Linked DNA regions of Mus musculus: all the other regions are linked to region 2. A link is a contact called in public promoter capture Hi-C data. All regions are on one chromosome and are shown on one strand. The core of a region is the stretch at or near the end of the contact, and the rest is flanking DNA. Distances in the headings are between cores, read along the strand shown. Region 1 holds the start of Fsbp (fibrinogen silencer binding protein). Region 2 holds the start of Otud6b (OTU domain containing 6B). Region 3 holds the start of Cdh17 (cadherin 17).

The links. Promoter capture Hi-C pulls out the DNA fragments that hold promoters and counts their contacts.
Region 1: a promoter capture Hi-C map of pre-B cells shows a contact between it and region 2. The contact joins the promoter of Fsbp here to the promoter of Otud6b in region 2. A contact is called at or near these places in 2 of 39 promoter capture datasets (cranial neural crest and pre-B cells).
Region 3: a promoter capture Hi-C map of pre-B cells shows a contact between it and region 2. The contact joins the promoter of Cdh17 here to the promoter of Otud6b in region 2. A contact is called at or near these places in 1 of 39 promoter capture datasets (pre-B cells) and 1 of 484 Hi-C or Micro-C datasets (B cells).

What each region holds. Positions count from the first base shown.
Region 1 is chr4:11,576,618-11,581,225 of GRCm38.p6, reverse strand. Fsbp (fibrinogen silencer binding protein) reads right to left here and starts at 1,564. Exons shown (of 2, transcript NM_001256142.1): 1 at 1,119-1,564. The coding sequence starts at 1,492. All of the region lies in intron 3 of Rad54b (RAD54 homolog B (S. cerevisiae)), which reads right to left.
Region 2 is chr4:14,824,212-14,828,541 of GRCm38.p6, reverse strand. Otud6b (OTU domain containing 6B) reads left to right here and starts at 2,129. Exons shown (of 7, transcript NM_152812.4): 1 at 2,129-2,251; 2 at 2,889-3,043. The coding sequence starts at 2,170.
Region 3 is chr4:11,755,454-11,760,410 of GRCm38.p6, reverse strand. It overlaps Cdh17 (cadherin 17), which reads right to left and starts at 2,254. Exons shown (of 18, transcript NM_019753.4): 1 at 2,130-2,254.

The DNA.
Region 1 (4,608 bases), core at 315-2,814, 3.2 Mb after region 2:
CAGACAGTTTCAGCTAAAATGTTTTCTCCCCTAACTTCAAAAAGTCCCACAGGTAGTCAGCAATTTTGCTTATCTAACGCCTCTCCTAGAGCAGCAAAGCACTTGAGTCTTTGTTTGAAAGGGCCTTCAACTAATAGAGCTTGCAGTTTGTGTAAAGTACCCTAAGTCAGTCAGTAGAAAGGAAAGGAGCTGCCATTTTTATCTTATGTCAAGAATTAAATTTAAATTGATCACAGGTAACAGCTTTTAAAATTTTTAGGCAAACAATCATACCTAACGCAAACTGTTTTCAATCCCTATTTCAGTTGCCCTTATTAAATGTGAGTCTTATAAGTTACAGAGGGCAGTATGAGAAAGTTTACCTTCCCTATGAGCCAATGTCAGAGTGGAACTAGACCATTAGCCAATTACACTTTACTCTGTTATGTAACTGGAACCCCTTAGCTAGCTATTAAGCTCCTTTCGTCAATGTGTCTGTCTTACCAACTTCAAACACACTAGAGAAACAAAACAGTCTTCACTTAGAATCAATCATGTTATCTATCAAGGAAGTTTTGTTACTTTAGTGCATATTCAGGAAATATACACAGTAATAATTCATAAAAAAACAAAGTCCCCATTTGCTCCCAAAACTACTAACTTCATATAACTTTTATGTAAAAAAATTTTTTTTTAATTTCAATGACATGTAATCTTTAAAAAGAATAATTTCTCACAGAAGCAAGTAATCTAATTTTAAGGCTTACAAGTTTATGAGATATAATCAAAGTATATAATAAATGTGTAAAAATGTCATAGTAAAACCCATTACTTTATACACTCTACGCTATGAAGGCTTTAAAGTTCACTTAGTGATGTCACAGCTTCATCCCATCAATTCTGCCTTAACTTTTACTTGTGGAATCGGCAGGATGGAGGGAAAGCAGCTGCAAGCTGTCCTAACAGAGAACTCCTCAGAGCTTTACTTTTTTTTTTTTTTTTTAAGAAAGCAAAACAAAGACACTGTTCACGGCTCCCCTTGTGGGGACGCTCGCTATGCACATGTCTAGCACAGCTAAGCCAGAGCCCAAGAGATAGGAGGCGCCATAATTCCCACAACAAAATAAAATAAGGCTTACCTCTGTATGTGGCTCCTGTCTCTTATGAGGCCGAAGCTGGCAATCTGGGGAATCATTTCCATGACTTGCTTGGTGGGCTCCGAAACACTGCTTTTAAACTCAGACTGGGCCTCCTTTTGCTGCAATAGCTCCTGTTTGGCATATTCTTTGAGCCTTTTGTAAAGGCTGCGTAGGCCCTGAGCTGTGCGAGGAGGGCGGTCTACTCCAATCGCATTATAGTTAACTGCTATGACATCCCAACATCTATTCTTTTCCACTATTACTGAATTTTTATTAGTGTGCTCTTCGAGAATTTTCACATATGGCTTCACAAGGTTTAGCAAATCAAGCTTTTCAGATAAGGTAAAATTGGAAGATCTAGCCTTTCCTACCATTGTTCTTTTGGAATTAAGTAGGCCGTTTCTGAAACCACCATGCAGCCTTCAGCTCTGCTCAGCTCTTTTCACAAACAGAAAGATCAGGCTTAACTAGGCTAGCCTCATTTAGGCCCACGCCTACAGGGGAGGGCTTATTAAAATTCCTCCAGCTTAAGCTGACTTACGCAGGTTCAGGAAAGCCGCTTAAGCCAAGCCTGACCTACATAAAGCTAGCTTCTCACAGAAGGCAGGAGAGCACAAGCAAAACACACTTGTGTATACAGGGAGCAGCTCCAGATAGGATTTAATGCACAAAGGTCTGGAGATAAGCAGGAACCACAGCTTAAAATGAGCTAATTTAGTGAGAATATCACATTTCCACGCATGTATGCTGGCAGAGGGGCTGAAACAGCACCGCAGTCACTTTAATAAAAACAAAAGAGGAACTGTTCTGTGTTATTTGTTTACAAATCTAGTAGACCGAAAAACACAAGACACCAGGCAGGGGTGAACGTGGCGGTTCCTGACAAAGCTCTAATCACTGCCTCTGAGCTGGGTGTTCTCCCTTACAGACTCTGCATACTGCTGGTCCTGCTGTCAATCAGGAATTGCATAGCCTCTAGCTAGTTAGGTTACACCAGCTCAGACTGCAGGAAAGCTAAGCTTCCTCGTCGTCTCCAGCGGATAGTATCCTCTGCATAATTGTGTTATTCAAGGACAAGTGTTTACTGAATACTAGATATAAAACCCAGATAAAAATATTCGCTATTACTCTACCTGTATCGTACGTAAATATGCTATCCTGCTTTATCATGTGTAAAAATTAATGGTGAGAAATGGCATGATCATGTACAAACAAAATCGTGTTTCTATTAAAGCAATGTCTTGTTTATCTTAATCACACCACATGGACTATGAAAAGGAACACCTAATCTAGCTATGAGTTTTCCTGTTTAATGCTAGTCTGAAGCACGTGATCATCATGAAAACAAAGCAAGCTCATTTCCTCCCGGTGTGCTTGTCCAGATAGGGGATTACCTGGAACGGATGAAAGACGTGAGGTGCAGCAAGTGCTTAACACGTTCAAGGCCCCAGCTTTAATCTCCAGCGCCTCAAAACTAAAGAAATAGTAAAGAAAACGCAACTTGAACATGTTTGATTCAGGCAAAGACCGGCAAGACAGCTCATCTGGTGAAAGCATGCTGCCAAGGCCCACAGCCTGCCCTTGATCCCTAGGCTCACATGGTGGAAGGCAAAACCAACTCCCAAAGCCGCGGCCGCATGCAACTAAGCAAGTGCTGTTTAGGAGGTAAGAGCAACTCTGTACAACAGTTAAGCAAACCTACACCAATGGTCCTGACCACAGCTCAAGACCCCAAATATAAAGGTGCATCTAGACACAGCCGCTTGGTAGAAAGCAGGAGTGCACAGAAATGCTACAAAGATGTCTCCTGGTGCAGGAGGTCTTTATGATTGCTGGCCACATGCTGGACCCCTGATCTACAACTCAGCCCCTAAAGTTATTTACTTTGTTTTCATTTCTTTAACCAAGAAGCAAACTAAACTTACTGAATCCTCACTTTGTTGGAGCTGTTTGCTATTGATTTGAGACAGTCTCCCTGTATAGCTCAAATTCTCAATGTAGCCCAGGCTAGCCTCCAACTCATGATTACCCTGAGTACTAGACAATAAACATGTACAAACAGGATCAATGAGCCTAGCAAAATGCTGCAAGCTTTAAATGTATTATCTCTTCAAAAAGTAAAACGAACATGTGGAAATCCTTTTGGGGTACCGCTTGGCAGGAGTCTGACATTGGCCAAGGACAAGGAAACGGGCTTCAGGCAGGAATCTGATACTAGGGCATAATAAGGAAGTAAATTTCCACAAGAATCTAACTTTAGGCTGTAAAAGGGGAGTAGGTTAAGGCAGGAATTTTAGTCTTAGGGTGGAACTAGGCTTCAGGCAAGATTTTGGGCTTGGACGAGGAAGTGGGCTCAAGTATTTTGGTCATTATGACAAGCCCTTTTTAACAACTAACTTGGGAGTAATCACTTCACTTGCTGCTTTGTTAGTAGTTCCTTATGGTGCTGCTTGCCGAAAATACTTGCATGTAATTAAAATGGTATAAAAAGTGGGTTAGAAAATAAAAATTTGCCTTCAGTCTCAGAATAGACTGGGGTCACACTACAATGTTGTCTAACTGTCTTTTTTCTTTTTAATCCTCACTCCTGTACTGGAGAACCTGTTGACTGACTGAGCAGGCCTGGACACAAACAAACAAAGGAATAGAAGCTGGGTGTAGTGCTTACATGCCCAGGGATGCGGAGAGCACAAGTTCAAGGCTAAACTGGGCTATATATAACAAGACCTTGCATCAAGAGACAACATGGGCTACTGAAACGACTCAGACAATAACGTACCTGTCATTCAAGCATGAAAACCAGAGTTCAGCTCCCCACCACCCAAATAAGCAAGCTTTTAATCCTAGCAGAGGCAGGCAGATCTCCATGAGTTTGAGGCCAGTTGCAGGACAGCCAAGGGCTACATAAAGAAATTTTGTCTTTAAAAGCAAAACAAAACAAAAAACTGGATAGGCATGGCAACCTACCTCTAATCCCTAAATTCAGGAAGTAAAGACAGGGGATTCCCAGGGTAACTGGCTAGCTTAGATTAGCCCAATCTGAGAATTCGAGGTTTAGTCAGAGACCTTGTCTCAGTAAATAAAGCAGAGATCAATAATGGAAGAAGACAGACCACCAATTCTAACCTCTGTACACATGCAGGCACACACACAGGTTCCCTAAGTAAATATGAATGTACAGCATGGAATGTACACACGCAAAAAGAAAAGGAAAGCAGATTTCTAAATATTAACATAGTACATTTAAAAAGAATGCATTAGACAAAAATATATAGTCTGTAATTCCTATTGTGCTGATACTTGGGAGCCAACACAGATACTCCTAAAGTACAGTACTTACCTATGAGTTCTGTGAAATAAAGGGCAATCTCAGAACAGAATTCCTTCTCTCATCCCTATGGACAAGCAGGCATTTCTCCACACATCTGCACCATACTTTCTATATCTCCCCTGTTTTCTCACTGTTAGGAACATAATTTTGTGCAGCTTG
Region 2 (4,330 bases), core at 880-3,379:
AATACCTTATGCTCCGACCCACATAGCACCACCAACTGGGGACCGCGTCTTCAAATATCTGAGCCTTTGGGGGTACATTCTTATTCAAACCAACTTCCACTTCCTGGCCCTATAGCCTGATGTCCACATCATAATGCAAAATGTATTTAGTCTAACTCCAGAAATTTCCAGTCTCTAAGCCTGGCAGGGTATACAGCTCTCATATAAAAATTACATTTCTCTGTGATTTTATTGCACTGCTTTTTGGCTTTTTAGAGTTGCAAGAAAAGTATCTTAGGTCATAACTGGATTTCTTAGTCTAGATACTTGTATAACACTCGCCCACAACATTGAAATTAAACAAAACAAAACAGGATATGTGTAGTTGTTCTTTTCTCTTCACCAAAATTAATTTAAATGTATCCCTGTAGTGACTATTCCTGGATGTCATCTTGACTATATCTGGAATGAAAAACAATCCAGAATTGGAAGGCTCACCTATGATCCTAATCTGGAGGCTGGGAGATGCAAGTTTCTGACCTAGATCTTGGCATGGAGCTCTTGAGGCATAGTGGCTATGAATCCCAGAAGATTAAGATAGGGAGATCTCTGAGTTCAAGGTCATCTGGGATTAAAGGCGTGGTGGAACACACCTTTAATCTGCACCACACCTTCTGAAGACTTCCATAAGTATGTTGGAAGAAGGAAGATTTACTCTGTCTTCTTCACCTGCCTACCTTGTGGGACTGAGCAACTGCTAGATCCTTGGACTTCCATTCACAGCTGCTGCTCACCATTGTTGGGGAGTTTGGGCTACAGACCGCAAGTCATCAATAAATTCCCTTGCTATATAGAGACTTTCCATAGGTTCTGTGACTCTAGAGAACCCTGACTAATACAACCCCTTACAGGTTTATACAGTTGTAGGTGCAGTTCATTATTCATCTCTGGAAATAAGTTTTCAATTATTTCCAGAAATATTATTTCAACTTCATTTGTTTTGTTCTGTCTCAGGCATTTATATATAAAAAAGAATATGTTTGTCTATCTATTTTTTTTAAGATCTATTTATTTATTATATGAAAGTACATTGTAGCTGTCTTCAGACACTCCAGAAGAGGGCATCATATTTCGCTATGGATGGTTGTGAGCCACCATGTGGTTGCTAGGATTTGAACTCGGGACCTTCAGAAGAGCAGTTGGCGCTCTTATCCACTGAGCCATCTCGCCAGCCCCTGTCTATCGACTTTTGAGACAGGGTCTCACCTATGTAACTCTCTGGACATCCTGGAACTCCCTATGTAGACAGGCTGGCCTCAAACTCACAGAGATCTGCCTGCCTGCCTCCTAAGTGCTGGGATTAAAGGCCTACACAACCACAATCAGCCCTAAATAGAGATTTTTTTTTTTTTTTAAATTTTACTGGACCAACACTCTGAGTCTTCCACTCCTGCCACCATTCCGTGAGCATTCTTGTTTGCCTTTGCTAATTTGTTTTTGTGGCACACGAGTTACATTTGTTAAATCTTGCCTCAAATCTTCAAAACACCCTGACATCACTGTTAATCGTTTTACAACTGAATTTAGCAAATGGACTTTACTAAGCTTAGTCCTTTTTTATCTCTTTCATCACTTATTTCAAGAGTAGGCATTCCTTACTTAGCGTTTCCCCTTTTACCACATTGTAAAAAAACAAAAAACAAACCATTCCCTAGTGTATGACTAATATAACGTAAAGATCCTCATTGAAAACAAACCACGCTTTTATTAAAATTAAAAAAAAAATCTTTTCAACATGTTTTGGCAAAGAGGACAACTACGGAGCGTTCTAAAGCACAAATTGAAAGCTGTGCGAAAGAACGTCCGTGATGTCATCTCCGTGCGCCCCGTCAGGGCCAATCGCCTGGCGCGTAGCTTTGTGCTGCGGTTGCTCCAGCGCCGGGCGCGTCCTTAATCGCACAATCCCAGCTTCCGGCGCGCCGCCCAGAGCGGTCCGAGCGCGCAGGCGCCCTAGCCCATGTCGGCGTCTCCCGGTTTCAGTGGTTAGACCTGGATCCGGAGCCGCCTTGAGGCGGGGCTGGGCCTTCCCGGCGGCCAATGGCGCCCCGGGTGAGGGTTGAGGAGTGGGAGGTGCTGGCCCTCCTGAGGTGCGGATCTCCTTCAGCGCGGGTGCCGGGCCGCCTGGTCGTCATGGAGGAGGTCGTGGCTGAAGAGCTCGATGATGAGGAGCAGCTGGTGAGAAGGCATCGGAAGGAGAAGAAGGAGCTGCAAGGTGACGGGAAAGGGGCTGGGAATGTAAGAGGCGTCCACACCCAAGGCTGGGAGCGTGGAGTGTGTCCTCTGGTACCTGGACGGGCACACGTCCTGGATCCGTCTAGGCTTTCCCTCAGATAACTTTTGATCAGTCTTCTCCAGCTTTCCCCATTCCCTCGACCCCCTTATTTGCAGTCCCCGGAGATGTCCCCGTGTGCGACCTGCCGTGGACCCCTAGCGGGTCCGGTGCACGTGCTGCTGCTGAGTGATGTGCCTGGAGACCAAAGTCTTGGACCTCCTCTTCCTCCCTTCCCATTCCTGCCCCCGATCCCGACGCCTGGCCTTAGTGGTGTGGTCTGAATTGCTTCTCCTTGGCTTGTCGGTCACAGAGAAAGATATTTAAAAGGCAGAAGTTTTACCTTAGTATAGTTTTTTAACCTTGGTTTTGCCCTGTCAAACCAAACAAATTCGAGATTGTGTTTACGTTGGGTCGCAAGCCTCATCCGGACCTTTCTCCGTAGCTGATTGTTGTGTCATGATTAATTGCTTCTATAATTACTTTACATTCTATAATTGTACCTCTTCCCACCCTCTTAACTGCTTTTCGCTTTTTGGTCCGGGGGCTCTGACACGGCTGTTTTGATGACTTTTTTTAGCCAAAATTCAGGGAATGAAGAACGCTGTTCCCAAAAACGACAAAAAGAGGAGGAAGCAGCTCACGGAAGATGTTGCTAAATTGGAAAGAGAAATGGAGCAAAAACACAGGGAAGAACTGGAGCAATTGAAGCAATTGACTTTCAAGGACAGTAAGGTATGGGGAGCGAAGCTTGTCTCTGAGCCCGAGCAAACAGCTGTCTGAGTGTGTTGAACTGCTTATTGAATACGGTCTCAAAATTCTGAAATCGAGTCATACAGTCACACATCACATTTCCTCGACATTAGTTTTTTTAGACAGAGTGCCTTGTAGTCTAGGCTGTCACCCATGTGGATTTGGAGCAGAGGCTAAACCTTGAACTTTAACTTCAGATCCTACTGGTGTGACTTCACAAGTGCTGGGATTACAGGCATGCACCACCACACCTAGCTGTACATTTCTTTAGTATTTTTGTGACCAGGTTTATGGGCAGATTTTCTTTTTTTAAATGGAAGAACAGCAAAAAAGTGCCTACTTCCTTAACCTAATAACCATGTAAAGTATAAGTTATTGCCAGATAAGGTTTGCCTTGAGTGAAAGTTGGCAGCCGAGACTGCTCGTCAGGAACTCCTGATGAATGAGATTGTAACCTCGGCAAAGCTTCTTAATCAACCCTAGAATAAATTTCTCCACATGGGACAATAAATATGAAATTATAGTTAAGTAGAGAAAGCTGTCCTGAAACTCACTCTGTAGACCAGAAATCCGCCGGCCTCTGCCTCCCGAGTGCTGGGATCAAAGGTGTGCGCCACCATGCCCGGCTCCATGCATCTGCTTGGTGTTTACCATTCTGCCTAATGTGTATACCAGCTACTTTGTTCAAAGGATATAGTTGTCAGTAACACTGTAAGGTAATAGCCATGAAGTAATGTAGATAATCACACGAGTCCAGTAGGAAACCAGCTTAAAGAGATTAAGAATTTTGTCCCGAAGTCATAATAGTTCTTGAGGTGACAAACACTAGAATTCAAAACCAAACTCATAGTTATACCCTGATATAATTTAGTAATTTGTTGCCTGGTTTTTGGCTATGAAGGGTCATATAGTCTACAACCTCAGTTACCTCAGTTAACTGTTGATAGGAACTTCCTTTTTTTTTTTTTTTAAGATTTATGTATATGAGTACACCCTTGTTCTCTTCAGACACACTAGAAGAGGGCATCAGATCCCATTACAGATGTGAGCCACCATGTGGTTGCTGGGAATTGAACTCAGGACCTCTGGAAGAGCAGCCAGTGCTCTTAACTGCTGAGCCATCTCTCCAGCCCAGATAGGAATTTTCTTAGTTTTGTGCAAGATCTCGTCTTCTCGTCTTCTGTAAGTTTGGATTCATTTTTGTTCTGTTGACAAAGGAACAGTTTCTGTGTATCCATTTACACAGAGTACCAAGTATAGTGTCAAAGT
Region 3 (4,957 bases), core at 1,005-3,504, 3.1 Mb after region 2:
AATTCATATTGTCATTATTAGAGAATTTTTTTTAAAAGTTAAGGTTTTCTTTACCACCTATGCAACTAGGAAATATAGCTTAATCTGTTAAGTGTTATGTACATGAAAATATATATTTTAATACAATTAATAATTGAGTCACTGGGTGACTGTCTTATTGTAGTAAGTTAATATGCCTCAAATTGAAGTAAATATTCATGTTCATTATCACAACTTACAAATGACAGATGGGTCAGACACGTAAGAAAATTCATCATATCTTCCATTGTTTAAGAATCAATGAGTTGGCCACAGAAAGGCTAGACCCATTCTAAGTTAAACACCAGAAGTTTCTGAATGAACACAATTTTATGACAACAAATGACTAAGTGTTTCCACACCCATATGTGCATTTATTCGTGGACCTTCTGAGACAGGAACAAAAGGATGCACAGGGTTGCTTCCCAGAGTCCTCTCCCAACACAAAAGTGTAGCAGGTTCTCTTTCTGGATCCTGCCTTTGACAGTAGGACACAGGACAAACTTTGGCCTTGGTAAGAAGAAAATACTGCAAATGCAGTATTTATGTTCAACAGCAATGACTTCCCTCAGAGCTCAGATCTTCCCTCAGATCTTCAAACCTGAAGACTTATATGGAAACTGTCTGGGGGACTTTTGACTTTTGAATATTATTCATCAGAACCCAATCATCTTATCATTCTTATTATCATGTCCAATCCCATGTTCTTAACATAGCTTGGGGGGATGTGTGTGTGGTGTGTGTGTGTGTGTGCGCGCACACACACGCACACAATAGAGAATGATCTTTCTAGAAGGCTGTGGTGGTACACACATATAATCCTAACATGCAGGAGAATCATAAGCACAAGGCGGGTGTTTTTGTTTTTGTTTTTGTTTTCTTACAGAGCAAACAGTAACACCTCAGCTTGACCTGACTCAGTATCTGGACTTTCTCCTGAAAAAGAAAGCCAACCTTCACTGAGGGGCTACCATTACAGCAAGCACTTTACCTATGCATTTGTTCCTCATGGTCACCCACTTGGGCAGATTATCTGTTATCTAAATGAAAAAGATTAAGGTTCAGAGAACATAAGTGCACAGCCTCATGTGCTCTAGCCAATCAATGATGAAATGGGCCCAACCCAACTGACCAACCCCAAAGACTCATAAAATGCATGTCCCCCAGTTAACTGTAGACTCTCCAGAAAAGGAGTCCTTTTATTTCTTTAGAACACCTCAATGTTGACTGTTTTTCTTGTTATCCCAGTGTGCACTTTCTTCTTTTAAACAATGCCTTACTTGCTACTTACATTTTTATAGAAAAGTATGAAAGAAAGTATTGCCCAAACAGTTTGCTTGGTACACCCTACTACAGGGAGCATCTGTGTCATTTCTATAAAGTCACCTGTAATCAAAACACACTGGCAATGGCCAAAACTATGAAGATTCCCAGTGCGCATATGATATCTTGAGAATCCCTCATTAGCAGACAGTTCATCTGCTATGAAGGGAACCAGAAGCACCCCACCCCACCCCCACAGCAACTTCCCTTTCCCACCTGCAAGGTGGGACTGGTCTCCCTTTCGCTCTTCTTCTAGTGCTTTCTTTAAAAGTCTCCTTTCTCCTCTGTGCCAACCCTTCCACGTTCCAGACAGTGTTAAGAATCCAACACTGGATTTGTCTCCTCCAAAAAGTAGACTGAATGATCTCTAAAGACATGTGAGAGACACCACAACTTATGAGACTAGGATTCTAACTCCAATTCCTACAACATAGTTCTGGAAATGTTCTCAGACCAGTTTTAGATGCTGATCCCTAATGACAGGTGCTCACACTCATTTACACCTCAGAGAACCCAATGTTCCCTTAGTTCCACTCCAAGTTCAGTTCGACCAAAAGCCACTTTCATCCAGTGAGTGTCTGAAATACAGACTCATGAGAAATAACTATTAGAGAAAGGAACTGTGTCCTCCCCAAAAGCTAAGGACACCAGGGACAAGCACCTTTTGTAGCTGTACACACTTGGCCTCAAGGGATACATTTATCAGCCCTTCTTAAGCCATCCACCCATCATCTAAGTTATCATTCTTACAAACTTCTGGAAGAATACTGAGGACAATTCACCCTTACCTTTCAGTAAGTAAGAAATGCTGCTTAGAAGTTTTTGTCGTCCATTCAGCCGTGGAGACACTTGCTGTGGCTGAAGAACCCTAAGAGACACTTCCTCAACCTGTTCTGCTCCTCTAGCCTCTCCCTTCACCCACCCCCCCAGTCAAACATTAACCACAACATTTTTATTGATATCTGAGAGTCACTGGGTATCATAAAAGGTATCATTACATTCAGTCCAGGAAAGAAGTTACTTTATACCCATTCATACCAAACATGCTTTCAAACTGGTTGCTGAGTTGTTGGTGGTGGTGGTGTTGTTTTAAATATATGAATAAGTTAGGAGTTAAGAAGTTTAAATGAGGAAGTTGAGTGTGTATCCAACTATCTCTGGAGTGTGAGCTCTGTGGCATCAAAGAGGGTTGCTAACATTTTACACAATCACTTATTGTAGTGTCTGCAAAGGAGACTGTCAACAAGTATGCGTATAGGTTCTGTACAAGTCCAAACTACAAGGCACCAAGTTTGCTGACAGTGTCACCCACTGACAGACACTGACAAGTGATTTTGTAGATGGCCCAGATGCCATGCTGAAAGACACAGTGGCTGTTCCAACTTCTGAAAGACACGGTAACCCAACAAACACAGTTCTGTTCTGTTTTGTTTTGTTTTGTTTTGTTTTGTTTTGTTTTGTTTTGTTTTGAAGCTACTGCCACAGACATCTTAAGCCAAGGCGTCTTTCTGACTGATGGCTAAGTCCCACTCTTCAGTGCCTCCAGGAAACCATCTTGAAAATGTGAAGTGATACCAGGCAGAGGTCACATAGGTCAAAGTTTACCCTGTTTCTGGGGACCTTCTGAAGTGTGTCTGGATGTCTCCTGAACTGCTGTTTCCCTTCCCTTCCATTGCTGGCTTCAGAGCACTCTTAATGGGAGCTCCCTCCCTCTAAGATCTCCTGAACAGCTTTCCTGGGTGCTCTAACAGTGGAACTGCCCTCCCTCCTCAGTCTCACGGCTAAGCTCACTGTGTTTAGAGAAGTAAGATTAACTCGGCCAAGAACTTCTCAAATTTTGACCATCTCTGCTTTCCCATCTGCTAGACAAAATGACCTTGGGACACAAAATCAAATAGCTTCATCCTGCCTGATGATTCACTTCCTGGAATCAATCAATTGCATCTCTCCTCACAGAACTTCTCTGGAAGGAGTTGGCTTCTTGCCTAGTAGTCTTTTAATAATGTGTGTAAAATATAATTTTTAAGTCTACAAAGTTTTTGTGTGTGTTGGGGGGTGTTTTTGCTTTTGTTTTGCTTTAGGAAAAGCAGATTCATAGACGGGTAAATTTATAGATTGCTGTTGTTTTCAGTAATAATACCATGCCACCAGGGCCATGGCACATGGGCATATAAGTTAAAGGTATCTCTTCAGCTAGTCTTCTCAAGTCTATGAATAGATTCCAGCTTAGACACAGGAAACAGAGTAAGGAGAGATTTTCTATCTGGTGGAGTCACTCAGCCTGTGACAATACAGTCTATCCTACCAGGCCTATCTGATTTACAACAAAGACAGCATTCAGACCTGGATTATGTTCTTCCTGTTCCTGTGACTAATAAGAGTAAAAATCCCCCCATGGGTCCATTCTTATCAGGAGATGACCACGATCCTGCTTGTGTCCCTAGTTCTGCTACTTTTGTTCTTGACTTCGAACTCATAATTGGTTAAACCCTGAGAAGTCCCAAGCCAGCCAACCATGTTGCATGCGATTGAGTTTCTGAATTGTTGTTTCCTGTCTTCTCTGGAGTAAGAGGGTCACATGGTTCTGAGAGAAGCATTACTAGCATCAAACCAGTATCCTCCCAGACTCACTCCAAAGACAGACGATTCCTGTTAACATGGGTCAGGGTAGATACCGCTGAGTTTTAGAAATTAATTTGCATGCAGTGACAACAGGAGTTTAACACCTTCTTGGTAATAACAGGATAATAACAGGAATAAGGATAATATAGGTAATAAAACTAGTGATTTCCCCTTTGAAAGCAGAGGACATAGGATTTTTATGACAAGAACAATTGAATAAGGGGCAGTCAGTGCTGAGCTGTACCTGTAAGCTGTACCTGTTAGCATGAGAATGAGAGGTTTGGTCTCTGGTGCCCACGTAAAAAAAAACAGCACGGACTCATAACCCCAGAACTGAGAAAGTAGAGACAGAAACATCTCTAGAGTTTGCTGGACAACCAGTCTTGCCTAACTAGTTAGTTCCTTAGTCCCAGTTGGGAGACCCTATGTCAAACAGACAAGCTCCTGGGGTATGCACATGCATGCATATCCGCACAAACCTAAGCATGCACACACATATGAAACATTAGTATTCATATAAAAGAGTTTAATTGTAGTTACCCTATAAAGGGGATACGTTCCTCCCATATGCCACAGGTTGACAAAACAAAAAGCCCACTGTCACGTGTAGGATAAATTGTTGGTTAGGGGTGTTCTAGAGACTCCCCAAATAATATAGCCTATGTCTATTACTCTTAGTTGCCCACCAGAACTTTAGGCTAAGACCCTCTTAACTGAAGACTCCACTACATGGAGGAAATCAAGTTGTTACTGACCAGGAAGCTTTCTGTCTGTTAATTAGCTTTCATGGTACCCAAAGATGCTATGCAGGCTTCTGGGGTAGAAAAATCACCAAGGGTCTCACCAGATGTGAACCCTGAGAGCTACAATAACAAATATCATGTCAAGATGTGCTCATGGGTACAATAGTGGCACAAATGTCATGCAAGTAACCAACTGTGATCCAATTATATTTAAATTCTGTTCCACAGAAGGAAACACATAACTGATACTG